Linked DNA regions of Mus musculus: region 2 is linked to region 1. A link is a contact called in public Hi-C data. All regions are on one chromosome and are shown on one strand. Each heading gives the region's core, a stretch centred on a gene start, on an enhancer-like site or on the middle of the called end of the contact. The rest is flanking DNA. Distances are from core to core; before and after follow the strand shown. Region 1 has its middle 60 kb from the start of Gm25633. Region 2 has its middle 91 kb from the start of 2310003N18Rik.

Region 1 (6,995 bases), core at 1,650-4,149:
AGCTTCCCACAGGAGTCACAGCTCCTTCCTCTTGGCTGAGATTCATCAATAACAACCTGTTCCATTTCACTTCACTGTTTAAAATGGACCCACAAGTCTAGGGACTGAGTTAACTGTACTAACACCACATTTGTCTGGGCATCATTAGAATTTATAAAAACAAAACAAAACAAAACAAAAATAACAACTCCCCCCAAAAACAAAAACAAAACAAAACAAAAAATTCCTGAACTTGACAACTGATGCTTATCTTTTCAGGAGCCAAAATAACTTCTTTTAAAAATTTATCATTTTTAGCAGACATTTTTCAAAAGCACGTTATGCATTTGCCTTCTCCTTTTACTAGAGACTCCCAGTTGTCCTCTGGTGGGATGTAAACTGACTGCCTCAGTTACCTAAGATCAGCTTTCACTCCCCTGGCTGTCCAATGTCCATCTTTGATGGCTGGCCTCTTTGACTGTTTCTGCATGTTCTGCTGTAGGTAGTGCAGAGCCTAGAAACCCATTTTCTGAGCTGGTATATCCAGATGCATCACTGGGACCTTCTACGGGGCCCTGAAAGGCCAGGTGCTAGGTACAACAGAGGTAGAATGTTGTGATGGCTGGATTGGAGTGGTCAAATGCTTTGGAGATTATTGGAGTGTGTGGTTTGTTTTTATTGGACTGATGGAAAAACTATGGAAATTTCTAGTTAGGGGCATTCACTGTATGTTAAATCTCCAGTCCTTTCTGACAGGCAGAATGTCACAGAGCAAAAGACAGGAAATGAGTGAATTTGTTCCACCAGACTCTGTTAGGCCTGCTCACATACTGCATTTACATCTCATTCTATGATCTAGAGATGCAGAGACACCTATGTTATTGAGATCTAAAGGGAAGATCAACAGTGGTGGTAATGGATTTCAGAATAAGAGTCCAACTCAAGTCTCCCTGGCATTAAAGCCTATTGCCATTTTGTTCAATATGCTTTCCTAAAAATTAAGATTCTCTTTAGTAATGAATAAGATGTTATATGAAGCTTTAACATAAATATTTTAGCAGCAGGGATGCTCTTGTTAAAGAACTAAGCTTCTGTAGGCCTGAAGGTTCTATTGGAACCCCAGAGCTTCAAGGAATCCACATTGAGAAGCATCGTATCCAGTCCTTTCTGTTTCTTCAGATAGGTACCAAGGTAGCACCTGTGATGTGGGAGTTTGCATCTAGGCTAATCATGTGAAGAAAGTGATGGCCTAGATGGTCGTACCCCAGAAGGTGCATAAAGCAGGCATGAAGCTCAGCTTAAGCCTATGTCCTCTATGGTCTCTCTCTTACTCAAGAGAGAAACTGGGTATTATGGGCCTGCATCCTTGGGACCCAGGCTTTTCCTAGTTGATAACTGTCTCTCTTCTCCTTGGCACAAATTGGCTCTGTCAGTCTGGGAAGCAATCAATTTTCAGTAGAACATCCAGCATCCATAATCTGTAAGACATATTTGAGGACTCCTGCCTGAGTCTCATTGGCCAAATGACCCAGGAGGTCTAGAGGGGCAGCACCACTGACTTCTTGCCCAGACCTAGATATATACAACCAGTTGCTGACCCAGATGGGGTAAACAATCAGTTGCTAACCTCCATACTCAGATCCCAGCACACAATCAGTTGTAGCTGCAGGTGGGCTGATTCGAAGATCTGGTTAGTGAAGGATGGGTTTAAGAGTTTATAGTCTGGAGTCAAGAAAAGTGGGTTATAATAATTCTGCCTCTAGAGAAATTAAGTTAAAATGTCCTTTCATATTCCTAAGCCTGAAAGCTCTAAGCTGCAAACATGGGGACTCAACAGGATCTTACAACAGGGTGATACAGGTCTAAAATAGAGCAGTGCCTATCTGGGACCTGACACATTGTAAGAACTTCACATTGGTTGGTCACTGTTGCTAAGGTTGTTGTTCCTATCATTACCTAACCAGGCAGGATTAGGAGTCAGAAATAAGCCAGAGTAATAATTAAAGAGCAGAAAGCTACATAGGACCCAGTTATAATATTTAAATTAATTTAACAATAATTAGTGTAATTATTCAAATTTTATTAGGGAATGCCACGCTGGGGCTTACTCTCCCAGTGGAGATACCAAGTAGCTGGACATTTTGTACTTGGACACAAGGAAAAGCTAAGTAGACCTCTCTGTAGACAGAGGTGAGCCATGGCGACAGATAAATCTCATTAAGATAGAGGAAGAGGGGGAGGAATTAAAGAAAGGGTTCAAAGAGGACTCTCCTCTCTTAGCCAAGAGGAGACACCTGTAAAAAAGAAGCTAAGAAGAAATAACCAACATGGGAGAAGGAAAGTCTAGGGTTCTCAAGGCCAGGGAGAGAGGAGTCAAGAATGAGGGGTGGGCTCGTGTTGAATGCTTTGTTGGCCGAGCATCTGACACTGAGGTTGTTGGACCTACATGGGACCAGCTTTATGCGGGGAACAGGCACTGAAGCCTGATTTGGGCTGGTGGATATAGAGAAGATGAGGAGGAGTCGATGTCCATTATTAGCACTGAGCATGCTTTTCCGGTGGTTTTTTTTTTTTTTTTTAATGAGACCTCTCTATGGGGATTAGAATAATTGTGCGTTCTGATGATAAACACAATGCTAGGAAGGGAAAAAGAGGGCCCTCCTCAGAGGGTGCACTGGGAGTACATCTGGGAGTGGATTTCATTACGTGGGAAGATAGGACTTAAAAGTCTGCGGAAGTGGCTTTCCCTGTAATGCCTGATGCAGCTAGTATCAAGGTAATGGAGCACTGGACACAACTTTCTCTGCCATGTACTGTGCTGCACAATCATTGTCTCACGTCACACAGGGACTGTCCAGACCCCTGGGACACTTGCCTGCCCAGGCAAGCTTGGGGCGACGCCCAGTCTGGTCTTACTGCCAAGTGCCATGGGACAGGTGGCCTGGGATGAATCAGACAGCTAATTAGTACTCTGTCCCCGCCTAAAAGGAGCCAGAGACGTATAAATTGCTCCCAAGAGGGAAGAAAAGAGGCAGAGAAAAAGGGAGGTAGGGAAATCAACAGAGGTTACATCAGAAAACAACATCATCCAAACAGCCTCACATCCCAAGCCGGCGTGTCTTCCCCAGCACAGTTGCAGAGGTGGCTGGCACCCCAAGGGCCCTGAGATAAGGCACCTTGACATCTGTGCCTCATTATTAGAGTGAAGTGCCACCTCCCTGCCCAAGTGTGGCTGGAGATTACTGTCTCATATCTCCACTGTTTCTGGTCACATAACTCTGAAAATTTATTATAGAAGGTTCAACACTCCACTTGCTCCTCAGCAAACCCATGTTTTCCCCCTAGTAAGAATCCCACCAAAGCAGTAGCCAATTCAGTATCAGCCTCAAGGAGGAAGAGAACAGTGGAAAGCAATGTCTCAGAGCATTGGTAAGGAAAAGGCTACCCAGTTGTGGTTTAATCATGGATCAGACACTAATGTCTTGCCTGCCTCTGAGGGGATCAATCAATTTCCTTTTGAGGGACTTGGGAACATGAAAGGTCCAACTACCTACATTTCTGACATTGAAGAATCCACGACTCCTAAAACATAACTTTTATGTTCCTGTCCTTGCATCCTAACTTTTGAGTATAGCATTGCTGCTGATCTCGGTTCTGTGTGGGCCGACATAGTGAGAGAGAAACTGGAGGTGGGAAGAAGAGTGAAGTAATTATTCATTTGAGAGGCAGGGAAGGAAGTCTTAAGTCTGTAATTAAAGATGACTGCCCACATGAGCACGTCCAGTGCCCAGATCTTGGCTTTCAGTGTAATTCTCTAATAAAAATACTCAGTGGTCCCTGGAGAAATAGCTCATTCGAGGATTGAGGTATGATGAGTACTAGAAAAGCTGACAGCATCGTAAGGTGTCCGAAAATATGGGGCGTGCACACACACACAAACAAACAGACACACCGGTGAGGGTATGATGTCACAGGGCTGTAACTGAGCAAAGTTGGGAGATTTGGGAGAAGTAAAGAAATATTTTATCAACAACCAAGGTATGAGGTAAATATTCATGAGTCTCTGTTGGCATAAGTAAAATGATTGAATGAATATGTACATACATTTCCTTGAATGGAGAAGAGGCAGGGCTCTTGTGCATAAGACTATCTAGACATTTATGGGAATATGTTGCCTTCAATAGTATATCTTTCTACTCTGTGATTGTGGGCTTCAGATGGTAAATGCCTCTAAAAAAGTATAGAATGAAAAGAAGAACTAAAAAGTGACTTTACAGGCTAGAACTTGGTAAAAGCCTACCTCACATGGGTGACCAACATCAACATTAGCCATGTCATTCACGTTGACATCGTGCAGTCTTGATATGAAATGATGGCAAGGGCACATTACCTCTGTGGTCTTATGCCCACCAAACCATAATCCCATTGAGAACCAAGAGATTTAGCCTACTGAGTAGCATCCTACCAACAACACCTTATCAGGTATTCATGGGCTGCTTGCAGCCCATGATCAGTTATGAATATAGCCCAACATAAAAATGTAAATTTACTTAAAAACATATTTTGCGATTGCTTTTGGAACTCAGATGTGCAGTTCTTACGCATAAGCTTTTTAGCTGACAAACGATGGCATCATCCCACATTGATAAAAGGTTAGTCACACCTGATAGAATTCCTCAAAATGGTCAAAGTGAGCTTAGTCAATAAAGCGCTTACCTAACAAGCATGAGGAGATGGGTTCAATCCCCAGAGCCCATGTTGAAAATCCAGATGTAGTGCTGCGCATTTGTAATTCCAGCACTAGGGCTGGAGCAAAGCAGCCCTGCAGGGCTCACCAGCCTGCCTAGCCTCATGGGTGAGCTCCAGGCCAGTGAGAGACGTTGTTTCAAAAATAAGTGCTTGCTGTATCAACATGAGGGTCTGAATTCAGATGCCAAATACTTATGTAAAAGTTGGGTGTAACTGTGCCTATAACATCAGCGCTAGGGAGGGGAGAGATAAACAGATCCTTGTCACAGTAGGAAATGTGACACCATGAACTTACCTCCGGCCTCATTATGTGTATTTGCATGGAAACCCAAGCACACACATGGGTGCCTGCACTTACATGAACACACACACACACACACACACACACACACACACACACACTAAATCAAAAGAAAGATTGAGAAACTGACAGCCATGAGGAGCACAGCTACATGTGATATTGTATCCCACAAGGGACATAGGGACAGAAAACCGACATTAGGTGAAAACTAAGGAAAGATTAATAAATTGCAGGACTAATAGCTACATCAACACTGACTCATAACAAATGTACTGTGAAGTAAACTGTTAATAACAAGAAAATCTGGGTGCTGTAGTCAGCAGAAATCGTTATCATCTTCCTGAGTTTGCTGCGAATCTCCAAACTGTTCTAAAAAATAAAGTGTATGTAATAATAATAATACCAAAAGCTCTTCCCAAATCACTTGTTTCTAAGTAAGTCATCTGATTGGTTCAGGCCTGAGCAGAGTCGTTTTGCAAATTTAAAGCCAAGTAGAGGCTTGTGGTGAACTCTGCTAATTGTCTTCCAAGTCTTGCATAGATACAAAACCATGATTCAGTTCAAAGAGATGATGTATCACTCTGAGAATGTCTATGTCCTTCCATTGTCTTGTGACAAGTGGTGGCCTCCAGGATGAGCTTGCCTTCTGGACTGAAAGAGGACATCTTCATCAGCAGAAAGGCCTGTGCCCATTTATCCCTCCAGGACATGTGTCCAGAGGTACAACAGCCATCTGTATCCACAGCACAGCCGGCCTTCCACCTACACACAGGTGGCAGAGAAGAGAGCTGGGGACAGCAAGCCCTTAGTGAAATGGCTGAACGGCTGCCTCTCTTCTAGGCCTTTGATTAAGTGACTCACAGAAACTCTATTTTTAATGCTGCAGCCTTTGGGATTTTTGTTCTTTGCAAGCAATATTTCAAAGAAAAGAACAACTCTAAGGGGAGGTTATGAATAGGAACAATAAGAAAAACAGGAGCCAGCAAAACAGGCCACCGGGTAAAGGTGCTTGCCACCAAGCCTGATGACTTGAGTTCAATTCCCAGAGGCTACTGAAGTTGAACTTTTATTCCCCATAGATTTGTTGGTCATTTGAATTTCTTCTTCTGATTCCCATTTTTTAAATTGGATTTCTTTCTGCTGTTGAGTCCTTTATGTCTCTTGTATGTTGTGGATCTTTTGTCAGAAGGGGACTTTGTGAGGCTTCCCCACTCAGTAGTTTGCCTTTTATTCAGCTGTCTTCCTTGGCTGTGCAGGAGCTTCTCAGATTGAGATAATCCCACCTGCCCGTATTTGCTTTTGTTTCCTGTATTTTACGGATTTTAGCTGGAATGTATTCCCTATATTAATGGCCAGAATCCTTTCTCTGTGTGTTCTCTGAGTGTGATTCTAAGTCTTACACGTCAGCCTTTGATTTCTTCGGAGTGGATCTCTGTGCAGCGTGAGAGACAGAGGGCGAGTTAGGCTTGCCCGTGTGCAGACATCCAGGTTCACCCACGTGTACACATCCAGCTTCCAGGACCGTGCACTAAAGAGGCTGTCCTTTCCCCCATGATTGCCATGTCTTTGTGGAGGATCACCTGGCTATAAATTAAGTGGATAATTCTGGGTCTTCCCATCTGTTCCATGGATCTATCTGTTTTTATTCATCCATATTGAGCTGTTCTGATAGCCGTAGTTTATAAAACTGGGAAAATGGTGTGGGAGTTTCTCAAGAAGTTAAATATACAAAAGGAATAGTAACAGCTCATCAAAATGACACCTGCAGATGTGTGTGTGTGTGTGTGTGTGTGTGTGTGTGTGTGTTCCTATACTATTTACAATAGCTAAGGTATAGAATCCATTTACATGTCTAGTAATGGATGACTGGATAAATAAGACATAGTATATACATATAACAGAGTATTACTCAACAATTAAAAAAATGATCTGTAGTAAAATTGTTGAGGTTTGGTCTACTGCTATG
Region 2 (6,995 bases), core at 1,584-4,083, 260 kb after region 1:
CTGCACATTTGTCAGCATGGCCAAGTTTGGGTGTGGCATCAATTTTCAACTCCCAATTGCACTTCCTTCCCTCTCCCCAGCCCATCACTTCTAAAGAAGACCCGAATCCTGTTTCCTTGACAACCAGTCTCCCTCTCTCCCCACATTTTTAATGCTGTGGTGATAAGGTGTATTTAAACCCAGAAGCCATGTTCCCATGGTGACAGAAGACCCCCAGTAGGTTGCCATGGGAACAAGAGATGGCTTTGAAAAATGATAAAAGTAAGTCGGCTTTGCAAGTGATGACAGCAAAGTTAGAAGCCAGGGAGGCTAGAGAAGATGGCTCAGAAAGGCATTAGGTCATGGTTAATAGTCCAGCCTATCCTACCAGTGACCAGCCAAGGTCACAGAGGGCAGGAGATGTGACATTCCACTCCCAGCTCTGCTGCCAAGAAGACTGAGCAAAGCAGTGTAGCCGCTAGAATCTAAGGACAAGTACTCCCCATTTTCTCTTACTTGCTATTTGACCTTTTGCCTCACTCTTCTGGAAGGTATTCAGAAAAGAGAGCAACCAAGCAAGGCAGCGGAGGGTGGTGACCAAGAAGATGAGGACATTTGCTCCCTTCAGCTGCTCCACATCATGAAAGAAATCACTTGTAAGTTCTGAGATGTGATGCCCTTGCGGCCAAGAAGCGTTGCCACATTTCCCTCCCTACATCTTAGCATCAGCATTTCCAAATCTACAATAGAGTAGGAAGAACTCAACAGTTAATACTCTATACCTAGCAACCGGTTTCTACCATGAATGCGTTACTGCATATTTTCCTTGTTGTGTGTCCCTAGGTGTCAGCATTATTTCCTCTCTCTGAGTTTGCATAGCTAAATAGTGGGTAAATGAGGGTTCAAACCAGGTCAGGTCCTTACCCAAGCCTCTCTTCTTTCCACTACACTGCAGTTCGAGTGACCAAATATACCAGTGTGCCTGGCACTAATGTCTTTCTGTTTTCATGGTGTGGAGCCTAAAGTTGTTCACCCTAATCCCTGCATGATATTATTATTCTAGGGGAACTTAATGTGTGGCTTAAGGAAAGGGGTCTCCACATATGCACCATATTACTTCCTATTGAAACGGCTCTAAGTACAGAGCGATGGAACACTAAGAATTGGAGAGGATATGGAGCAGCTGGATCATGTATACACTGTTGATGGGAGGGTCAATGGATGCAACCACTTTGGTACATGGATGAATCTTAAAAATATGAATGTAAAGGTAAAAAGCCAGACACCAACGAGGCTATAACAAGTCTGGCCTTCAGTGGCAGACTTTAGAGAGGAGATCACTCCTGGGAAGGGAACAGGAAGTGTGGGCTGAGAAGTGAGAGGAGTCTTCCAAGGGTGTTAGACGTGTGCTGTGGCTTGATCCTGGGGTTCATTCACACGGGCACGTTCACTAAGCTGCATGCGGAAGGTGGAGTCAACCTTTCCTCCAGCGAGGTTATATTGAAGAGTTAGACAAAGGCAGAGACTAGCAGTCCAAAGACAAAATTTACAAGTGCAAAGAGGGGAGAGTAAAGGACAGTATAGACGGACACTACACTGAGGATGCCACTCAGTCCCGGGGGAACTGAAGACACGCAGTGTGCTTGCAACTTACCTTCCTACTCTGGAAAGTCTATCCACAGAGTCTGCTGGGACCAGGAATTTTCCACCACATCTTACAGGGCCAGAACAAGTAGCTCACAGGCAGAAATGGAAAGGGGGGGGAGGGAGGAAGGGAGGGAAAGAGGGAGGGAGGGAAAGAGGGAGGGAGGGAAAGAAGGAGGGAGGGAGGGAGGGAGGGAGGGAGGGAGGGAGGGAAAGAGGGAGGGAGGGAAAGAAGGAGGGAGGGAGGGAGGGAAAGAAGGAGGGAGGGAGGGAGGGAGGGAGGGAGGGAGGGAGGGAGGGAGGGAAAGAAGGAGGGAGGGAGGGAGGGAGGAAGGAAAGCTGCATTTTAAGAGTAGAAAAGTCACATGCCCTTAAGAAGCAGAAAGATTTTCCTCTCCTGTCTGAACTGAGGGTAAGTGGAGAAAACAGATTTAGGAATTACCCTGGGGGCAGCTTGTAGGAAATTAATAACCAGAAACAAAGTCAAAGCTGTTTATGTCTATCCCATCCCTAGAGAAAGAGTCCTGTTTGGGACATTTGGGTCTCCCTGGGAAAGGTGTGTCCCTGCTGAAGACAGGGACACGTGATCTCAGTGCCACATTTGTGCCTCCTGTGCACTCCTGCCAAGCTTTCCCCTTCTCTCCAGGTGCCCTCAGAGTCTAGCCCAGTGCACAGAGATTTCCTCCTTGGATGTCTGGTCCTGCAGACGAGAAAGGATTGCCAACTCACTCTGCTCTCCCTGAGTCCCACAACAGCCACCTCCAGCAGACAAAGGCTTCCCTCTCCCACAGAGAGCCGGGGAGGTCGGGGCAGGTGGGCGAGACAACCCCCATTCTTCTGGGCCCTCCTGGACCAGATACCTAGGCTCCGTCCTTTCTCTTTTCATTTTGTCTGGATTAGTTTCCCATTGCCTCATAATTCACACTTCCTGTCTAGGCTCCAAAGCCCATAGCCAGAGGATCCCTCCAGTGTGGAATGCCGCTTAATACCTTTAACATGCCTGCTTCTAAGGCTAAGAACAGGAGAAATACATATTTTCATGTTACATCTCTATCCATCTCTATATTTTTTAACATGTCATTGTGCCACTTTGTGCAAGATTGCCATTTTAAGTGGAGGGTTGGCCTCCCTCCAGGACTTGATGCATCGGGGTCAGGTGACCTCTACGGCAGCTGTAATTTTTCTGCTGAGCTTCCATAATTCGATGGGTTAGCCTGGGGAGTTTTCATCACCTCGGTGAGTTGCAGTGAGTAGCTCTTGAAAGGGAGGGGACAGCGTTTAAAGAGCAGGAATTCTTGCCTGCTTTCCTCTTCCTCCTCTCCATTTTCTAGGGAAAGGGGCAATTAAGTCCTTGTCTGGACTGAGGAAAGATTGAAGAATACTATGTACACACTGAACTCCTTAGGTGCCTGTGATATTGTTCACAGAAGCAAAGGCAAACAGAGCCACAGCCTTGATCATTTATAGCTACAGACTATTGGGAGCTGAAGCCCAAGGATGTTTACTGAAGCCAACCATAGATAACCACTTGCCTTTGTCTGGGGAAAAAGAAAAAAAGGAATCACTCCCTTGACATCTGTGTCAAGGTCATGGTCTAGACCTTCCTTGGACCCAGAAGGACTCAATCTGTAGACCCTGCAGCCCATCAGGACTGGACTGCCCAGAGCACGTGACCTCCCAGCCAGCAGCTTAAAAATGTAAAGTTGGAGGTTGGTCTTAAATTCATCTGTGAAGGAGTGTCAAATGAGAGAGACATCCTCCTCATGTCTGTGTGACCTTTGGGACTAGAATACAGAGGCTCTTTTCCCTGCTCCGCCCGCCACCCCAGGAGGACCCACAAATGTCCTCCCCTAGTGCTCTGGGGGTAACTGTACCTTGTGCCCAAGATCCTATGGTAAATCCCCCCTCCCTTCAAGTGCCTATTTAGAACCGGGAAAAGAAACAGAGGGGAAAATTATATAAAATATGTGTATTTTCTGCAATTCCTTTGGGTGATATCCCTAACAAGCCACAGCTGCAAGCAGCTCAGCTGAGCAAATGACGGGAGTGTATAAATATCTAGAACCACCGTGTCGCCAATTCAGTTCTCCTACTGCGGTCCCACATAGCCGCTTTTAACTTCTCCAAGAGATTTCAGAGGGAAAGAAGCCTGGGTTCCTGGCCAGGCCCTAGATACACAGTGAACAAAATCGGCCTGTGGTTTGTATTAGAAAGACTGGCCTGTTGGTGTAAGTGAGCACATGGGTACACACGGGTGCTCATGCATGCATGTGCACATGTAAATGTGCAAGCATGTGATGTGAGCATCTTGGAGGCTGGGAAGAAGGCTGCAGAGATAGGGAAGATGAATACCAACCACTAAAAGTTCTGATTTCCATGCCCCTGATATAGGACATTTGTTTACATGTGAGGGCAGGAGGGGAAATTAAACAATGATTTTCAAATCCCCAAAGAACTCTTAGGCAGCAAATGGTATCCAGCTGTTTTCCACCCCTGCCCTACTTTCCCATCTGCTGCCCGTTTTAGGTGGTGCCTATGGGACAAGAGCACTCACCACCTTTTGGTTGGCAAAGCCCTGGGCATTTTGGCATGTGAACTACACAGACCATCCCCTCAGAGATGGGAGTTGGCACAACCTGACTTTGCAAAGTTGACCATACTCTGAGTCTATACCATCTGGTAGAAGGGCCTTGCTTAGTGAGAAAGTAGGCCTGAGGCCAAAATGAGCAAGGCTCTGGAGTTCTCAGGGCATGGTGCCATGCCACTGGTGCCAGATACCAGACTCACTCTCTGGATCCCCTGAGAGCAGTTAAGAAAAGATCAAGACGGGTGATTTGGAAGACCTCCCAGTGGGCATCTGGATCCTGGCCATGGAAACCAAATCAAATCCTTGGGCTGTGAGAGTATGGTACATGCATATGCAGTAATTCATTCACCTTTTCAATAGACAAGAACAGCCACCCCTCCCCCACTGCCAGAAGCCAGCTCAGGCTTTGGTGTTGCCTGTGATTATTGATATTCATTTGCCCTAATAAATAGGGTAACATGACCTTAACAGAAAAGAGAGGTTTCCTCTTTTGATGGATGTAGAAGAATTTTGTTACCATGGCCACTATTTCTCAGCTCCTGTGGAAAGTCCTGACTCTAGAAATGCAAATTGTTGGGGACTTGCAACCTAGAGGAATGTGGCTCCAAAAGGAGGGGGCACTGAGGACATGTCTGCCTTCTGCCTCTGACCAAGTCATTCATACCTGGAAAGCAACTAGTCTGGATGCTGGTATGAGGGCTTAGAGGATTATATGATCTAGAGACTTGGGGACCAGTCTGTATTTTACCCTAGTAGCCTCACTCCAATGTTGTGTTCTATTTATTTTAGCTTATTAGTCACAATGTCACTGCTAAATCTCAGAGAGCAAAGGATCCTGGCTCCATTTTCTCACTTTGGTACCATCCTTGGGCTGAGCATTGGTCATGCATCTGTTGGCATAGCTTGACCCCTTCCTTTGTCTTTCCATTGCTGCTCTTTCCTCCTTGGCCATGGTGTTTGTTGACTGGCCTGACATACGTCCCTGAGAGTTTCCTGAAGACTGCTTGGCTGAATGAACAAATGGGTCGTAATAGGACACAAATGAACCCTTCATTTTGCTTAAAAGTCTAGAATCCAGCTTTGAAGAGGAGATAAGGGACCATGCTGAGTTCTTTCTAAATGAGGATGGAAAGCAGAGATGGCTGAGCCTTCTCTGAGGATCTACCTCCAGCAGTTCTTCTATAAGCTCATCTCATTGTATGAGTCTGTCTGGGAGACAGCAAGGTTCCTTCAAGATCAACAGACTCTCTTCTTCCATGCTGATTAGGTGGGAAGCATCATGTTAGCCTCTCAGTGTTCCTTAAGCTACAGTCTTCATGCCCAACACCCTGACCCTGCTCATGGATCAGGACTCCAACTTAATCCATCCCCACGTAGTAAATGAAACTCTCAGCTCATGCTTTCAAATTTCTATTGCTTTCATTCTTTCTTTTTTGTTGTTAGAGACTGTGTAGGCCCAAAAGACCCCTACAGCATGAATAGCATTAGGTCCCTGGTGTAAGGCAAGCAACCCCAGGTCAGACGTCCCTGAAAGCTCATCAGTTCCCCTGGTCCTCTGCTTCTGTCACCATACTGGATGTCTATGTCTCTTATTCTCCAGTTACTTTTTTTCAGATCTACAAATAATGATGATGATGAAGAAGAAGAAGAAGAAGAAGAAGAAGAAGAAGAAGAAGAAGAAGAAGAAGAAGTGGTGCTTACTATATGTATGTCATGCTCTGTGTAAGAAGGTTCACACACATTATTGAACACCATCCACCATGACATGGAAGCAATTGTGACTAGTGTCTACAGAAGATGAGAAAACATAAGATGGTTAAGTAACTCATTTAAGTTGAAAAGCTAATGAGTGGGTATAAGAACTGATCAACCCCAAGCTCTCTCAACCATAACACTCTTATCCCATATTTTTCTCTGACCTTAGAGAATCTCGTTCCATGTCTGGGAATCCTGCCCTTTGTGCACCCTAGCACCTTATAAATCCCCAGTGTCTCGATCACTGCTTGTCAGGTACCTGTCCTTTACAACCCTGTGTTCCCCAGCCTCGTTAGGGTTCGCCCCAGTGCTTCTATCCTGACTGAAACCTTGAAAGCTACCAGCTGGGCAAATAGACAATACACCAAACATTGACTCAGCTGGTTGGTTGCTGGTCAGATAGCCAAACAGGTAATCTGAAGCTGCTGTTTCTCCTTTGTATCCTAAAGGGTGGTTCCTGCAATTCTTCATAGTACCTGCCTTTTGCTAGGTGGACGGTTGTCTGAACAAGGCAGTGTTCCCTGCCCTCCATGCAAGTACAGCATGCCTCATCTTGTTCCTGTCTGCCTAATACATATAAACCCGCAGGGAATAATCTGGGAGATGTATGTGAATAGCTTCCCCATGGAGCATCAGTGGTCAGCTCACCTTAGAGTCCTTTTGCGGATCTTAAGTCAGTTCCTGTTGGAAAAGCAAAAGATTTTACAACATTCTATCTTTGCCAGAATGAGCATGAAGGCAGCTTGCACTCCACCCCAATCCGTCCAGACATCAGAGAAGCTCCCAAAGTGTGAATTGAGGGATCAGAATACAAGCTGCGGCCCCCCTAGCATCTGACGGACACCTTGAGACAGGCTTGGCCTCTGCCATCCTGGGGTGCCATCCTGGGGTACCATTTTCCACTAATCCGCTCATATTTCATCTGCTTTAGAATTTTGCCTTTCCAATGCTCTTAATCCCTCATTATTGAAGATATTTTATGCTGATGAGCAGTGGTGCTAACCATGCCTCTTGGCCATGCCTAAAGGGC

What was found. A called contact is a pair of places that touch in the nucleus more often than the background predicts.
Region 2: a contact with region 1 is called in a Hi-C map of the N1E-115 cell line, with 2.7 times the contacts expected there. The contact joins two enhancer-like sites. A contact is called at or near these places in 1 of 484 Hi-C or Micro-C datasets (the N1E-115 cell line) and 7 of 115 datasets of contacts at active chromatin or transcription factors (SST interneurons, embryonic basal ganglia, embryonic hindbrain and 3 more).

Annotation. Positions count from the first base shown.
Region 1 is chr9:49,882,037-49,889,031 of GRCm38.p6, forward strand. No RefSeq gene overlaps it. Among named protein-coding and RNA genes, the nearest start is that of Gm25633, 60 kb to the left of the region's middle. Within about 2 kb of position 2,900, at least 20 of the 459 cell types and tissues checked have an H3K27ac peak or open chromatin away from gene starts, as enhancers often do. A contact at or near this core is called in the N1E-115 cell line, where this site is marked.
Region 2 is chr9:50,138,593-50,145,587 of GRCm38.p6, forward strand. No RefSeq gene overlaps it. Among named protein-coding and RNA genes, the nearest start is that of 2310003N18Rik, 91 kb to the right of the region's middle. Within about 2 kb of position 2,834, at least 27 of the 459 cell types and tissues checked have an H3K27ac peak or open chromatin away from gene starts, as enhancers often do. A contact at or near this core is called in the N1E-115 cell line, where this site is marked.